Regions from separate parts of the Anser cygnoides genome. Here region 2 is linked to region 1. A link is a contact called in public Hi-C data. All regions are on one chromosome and are shown on one strand. The core of a region is the stretch at or near the end of the contact, and the rest is flanking DNA. Distances in the headings are between cores, read along the strand shown.

What was found. Hi-C and Micro-C count contacts between places; a contact is called where the count stands out from the background.
Region 2: a Hi-C map of liver shows a contact between it and region 1, with 5 times the contacts expected there. The contact joins the promoter of ONECUT1 here to the enhancer-like site in region 1. A contact is called at or near these places in 2 of 7 Hi-C or Micro-C datasets (both in liver).

What each region holds. Positions count from the first base shown.
Region 1 is chr11:19,851,586-19,854,197 of Taihu_goose_T2T_genome, forward strand. No RefSeq gene overlaps it. Among named protein-coding and RNA genes, the nearest start is that of ONECUT1, 52 kb to the right of the region's middle. Within about 2 kb of position 1,331, at least 1 of the 3 cell types and tissues checked has open chromatin away from gene starts, as enhancers often do. A contact at or near this core is called in liver, where this site is marked.
Region 2 is chr11:19,903,558-19,906,169 of Taihu_goose_T2T_genome, forward strand. ONECUT1 (one cut homeobox 1) reads left to right here and starts at 1,290. Exons shown (of 2, transcript XM_048060275.2): 1 at 1,290-2,612. The coding sequence starts at 1,628.

The DNA of each region.
Region 1 (2,612 bases), core at 81-2,580:
CCTCTGCTGTCCATAGAGGAAAATCTGGCTGTTAGTAAGGTTGAGGAGTCTCGTATTCCTATTGCCTTGTGAGATGAGTTTGATGTCTTTAATTGAGATCACAAAATGATTAGATTTATGGTGACTATTATTTTGGTTGTTTCCAATGCATGCTTTACCACGATTGTAGTACTTGGTAATTCAATGTCAGCCAAAGAGTTAAGAAACAATGATTCTTAGCAATATGTGCAAAGGGGGTCAGGCACTTACAGGGCTCCACAGTACTGCAAGTGTTGGGGTCCATAGGAGGTGCAGGGTCTGAAGGCTGGGTGTTAAAATTAAAATTCCCTCTGTGTTCTACCAACTGGGTTTGGAAAGCTGGGTCCTACTTCTACGCCATGTCTTTGAGCAAGCTACTGCTCTTCCAGCAGCAGTATGTCAGATGCCCAAAACCAGTGCCGAGGGATGTACGTACCGAAATTTTCCAGGAGTCTCCCGTAACTGTGCATTTATGCAGGGTGCTGGCAGGGTGGGTGAAGCCCTGCCCGCAGCACAGCCCGTGCCTGTCCCCACCTGCGGGCTGCCGCGCAGGATGCATCCCGCACGCGGGCTCGGCAGTGGCCAAGCGCTGGCTGTGCCTTTAAGCCTGCCCGCTGTATTTTTAGAAAGCACAAATAGGCTGCGTTCCCCCACTTGCTCACTGTCCAAGACATAAAAAGGAAGGGCTTTCTGCTTTCTTCAAGTCTCCTTCCCCTGCTGGCACCATATAAGTCTGTCTTTTAAGCAGTACAGGTCCACAGCTCTTTTTTTTATTGAGGAGCTGCAGAACTCTAACCGGTGGTTCAATAAATTGTATTACATCCCCTTCGTACTGAATGCCCTACAAGCTTTGGCTTTCCATGTGTAATTGCAAGCTGTTATTAGCCCAGAGCTTTGTCCGTTACTGTGCCACACTATTGCTGAGCGGTCAATTTTTTTCCCCTGCCATTTCCTTTGCTCACACCATGCTGACCACGTTGGCCAGGGGCTGCCCGAGGTTTATAGTGCAGCATTGATTTTTCTTTTCTCTCAATACTGACAGAATCATAGATCCAAGGCAAATAAAGAAATGCATTCTGTGGTGATGAAATGTCTTTCGTTCAGCCTGGATTGAATCAAAGGCCATCACAGAAATGTTCTACTCTAAAATGCTAGTGAAGCTTAAGGCATTGTTGGAAAATGAATTTTCCATTTTCTTAGCTGTAATTTGGATTCTCAAATCACTGTGCTAAAAATAATCAGATAAAATTGAATATAGACTACAAGCCTATGTAAAATGTTATTTGTTAGGTTTTTCAAGCTGCTACTGCTGATATAAAAGGAATCTGGCAATAGATCAGAAAAGTAATTGCTTAGGTGGATTTCTAGTAGCTATGTCGCATTACTCTGAAAACCAGGGTATAAGACGACTGCTCTATAATTCATATAAACCACAGTAAATAACCAAATCAGAGAGAAACATTTTGCATATCTGCTAGAGGGAGATATTTCTAGTGAAAATAATCGTCGCTTTGTAACACCTGCCCCTCAAAACCAAGTGGTTCTGCTTTTGGCTGGGGCTATTGAAGGGCTTTTCTAGATGGGCAAGTGTCGTGGTCCCCGTCGCGCAGAAGGAAAAGGAGACGCTCGGGGTCGGGGACAGAGGGCAGCCGCATGGTGAATCATGGCAGGGCCTGGAGGAGACCTTTGATCCTCAGAAGCTAAACACTGTTTTCAATGCAAAACAAAACTATCCGTGATTTTCCTGGCATGCAGGAGCAGGGGTCAGTGTATCTGGCAGATTCCCGACACCACAGGCTATTAGGGACCAGAGGCAGCCCCAGTCTGCATAGCTCACTGCGCCAGCACAGGGCTCCAGCTCTCCATTGTTAGGTGTGGGCATTTTTTGGAGGTGGGAGGGTTGTTGTTGTTGCTTTTCCCCTCTGTGTTATCATGAATCGTGACTTAACGCACTGGCATATGTGGCCACTAGAAATCAGCATCAAGGGCATCTATACTTTCTTCCCTGAAAAAACTACATAAGTCATGCAGAAAGACTGAGCAGCAGGTGCTTGTGTCCTCTGCCTAACAGTTCCCCTGTGGCCTTGTGAAGGCAAAGCCCCAACTTCTACAGGTCCCAGGGTAAGCATCTCCTTACCTGGAGTGCCAAATGTCCTCTGGCTCCACACTTCAGAGAGGCCCCACGGGTCTCAGTGAGATGCTAGCAAAAAAATGACAGCAAAAATTAACCCAGAGGATGGAAAGAGTGGTGTATTTATGAATGAAAATAACAGATTCAACAAAGTTAAAACTACAGATTGAAAAAGTAAATGTATTTGAATGTAGCTGTTGGGCAACACCGCATTAATTCCCAAGCTTTGGACCTTCCTTTTCCCCCTTCTTAATGCCTACATATCCAGTATAAATATGTGCTGTTTGCAGCTATTCCTTCAGATCACATTCCCAGCAATGTGCAAGAGGTATTTACACTGTGTAACAAATCAGATTATTTTTCTTCTGATTAATAATAATTAAAAAAAAATCTAAAACAAACTTAAAACCTTTTGGAGTCAAATTCAGTGTTTTACTAAACTTGTTGTATAGTTACATGTAAT
Region 2 (2,612 bases), core at 40-2,539, 52 kb after region 1:
AGCCACCGCTACACCTTTCCTTATGTATCCCTCGCTATCAGAAATTGCGATGTTGTTAGCGTTAATATTGCCTAAATTCAGGGAGGTGGAGAGGGGTTTAGGGATGAGGGAGTGATCGGAGAGGCAGGAGAAGTGCGGGACCCGGAGGTATTTTTTAGCGTAAAATAAAACGTGGAGGAGCCTCGGGCAGCGCGGGAGAACGAACGGCGGTGAGTAACGGGTGGCTCTCGGGGAGGTGGTTCGGCGGCCCCAGCCCCAGCACAAAACCGGACAGAGGTGTGCGGGTTTAGTGCCGGGAAATAACGCACGGGCTGTGGGAACTCTGAATTTTTAGGGGAAAAGCCCCGATCCTGTCCGCTCCGCGGGCCGCGCACGCAGCGCACCAGGCACGGAAAAGTTTCCTGCGAGCCCGCCGGGGGCCGTCGTTAGCCCAGGTCCACGGAGATACTCCGCGGGTGCCCATCCCGGGGGGGGCACCGGGACACGGGGCCCTCTCGGGGCCGTGCCCGGTCCCGGCCCCGCTCCCGGGCAGGGGGCGAAGGGCGCTCGGCGGCCGGTCCCGGCCCCTGCGCCCGGATCCCCCCCGCACAGCGGGGCGCTGCTGCGGCCGCCCCGGGGGCACCGCCCGGCCGCCTCGGTGCTCCGCCGGCCCGAGGCCCCCCGGCTGCGCTCCGCAGTGGCACGGCTCGGCCCGGCCCGGCCCCGGCCTCCCGCCGCTCGGCGCCGCGCACAGGCTGCGCGCTGCCCGGCTGGGCTCGGCGTTGTCAAGGGGCGGACAATAGGCACAGCTGCCCGTGCTTCCCGGATAAAGGCGCCTCGGCTAGCGGGGGGGGCGGCGGGGAGGCTCTGCGCGCCCCCTCCCCTCCTTCTGCCGGGCTTTCTTTCGGGGGAAAAAACGTAACGAAAAGGACAGACAGAACGGCACGGGACGGCCCTGCGGGGCCGGGCACGGCGCGGGGGGCTCGGGGCGCACGGCGGGGGCGCTGCCCGCGGCCGAAAACCGCCCCCCCGCGGGCCCTCCCGGTGCCGGGATAACGGGAACTTTCCCCGCAGGGGAGCGGGGGGGGGCGTCCTGGCAGCCCCCGGCGGGGCGGGCGCTGGGGGGCGGGGCGCGAGCGCGCCCCGTGCCGGGTGCGGCGGGGCCGCGGCTCTGGGCGCCGCGCGCGGGGCTCGCCTCCTTAATAGGGGCGGTGACGTCACGGGGGGCGGGGCCGGCCCCGGGGCGGGGCCGGGGGCGTGGGGGGGCGCCGCGCGCATGCGCCGGGCCGGTGCGGTCGGGGCGCCGCGGCTGCAGCAGGAGCGGCGGCGGTGCGCGGGCGGGGAGCGCGCCGGGAGCCATGGGCAGGGGCGGCGAGGGACGCGGGCGCACACCCGCCGCGGCTGCGGAGCCCGTCCTGAGAGAGCGGGGGCCCTAGGAGCGACCCGACGCCGTCATCCAAAAAAATAAATTTAAAAAAAAAATCCAATAAATCACCAAAAAAATTAATTGCAGGCGGCCAACCAGCAGCGGCAGCAGCACCGAGCCCCTCCCGCGGCCGCCCCCGCCGCCGCCGTCCCGCGGCCGCCGCCAGGAGCCCCGGGCCGCGCCGCAGATGGCCGTGCCGCCCGGCCGGCCGCACGCCCGGCGATGAACGCGCAGCTGGCGATGGAGAACATCGGCGACCTGCACGGGGTGAGCCACGAGCCGGTGCCCGCCGCCGCCGAGCTGCTGAGCGGCAGCCCCCACCACCGCGGCGCCGTGGCCCACCGCGGCGGGCAGCTGGCGGCCCACCCGCGCCCCATGGGCATGGCGGCCATCCTCGACGGCGGCGACTACCACCACCACCACCGGCCGCCCGAGCACGGGCTGAGCGGGCCCCTGCACCCCACCATGACCATGGCCTGCGAGACCCCCCCCGGCATGAGCATGAGCAGCACCTACACCACGCTGACCCCGCTGCAGCCGCTGCCTCCCATCTCGACGGTGTCGGACAAGTTCCCCCACCACCACCACCACCACCACCACCACCACCACCCCCACCAGCGGATCCCGGGCAACGTGAGCGGCAGCTTCACGCTCATGCGGGACGAGAGGGGTCTGGCGTCCGTGAACAACCTCTACACCCCCTACCACAAGGATGTCGCCGGCATGGGGCAGAGCCTCTCTCCGCTGTCCGGGTCGGGCCTGGGTGGCATCCACAACTCCCAGCAAGGGCTGCCCCACTACGCTCACCCCGGCGCCGCCATGCCCGCCGAGAAAATGCTCACCCCGAACGGCTTCGAAGCCCACCACCCCGCCATGTTAGCCAGGCACGGCGACCAACACCTCACCCCCACCTCCGCCGGCATGGTGCCTATCAACGGGATCCCGCACCACCCCCATGCCCACCTGAACGCCCAGAGCCACGGGCAGATCCTGGGCTCTGCCAGGGAGCAAAACCCTTCTGTAACCGGTTCGCAGGTCAACAGTGGAAGTAATTCAGGGCAAATGGAAGAAATCAATACCAAAGAAGTAGCTCAGAGGATCACCACCGAGCTCAAGCGGTACAGCATCCCCCAGGCTATCTTCGCCCAGCGGGTGCTGTGCCGCTCTCAAGGGACCCTCTCGGACCTGCTGAGGAACCCCAAGCCCT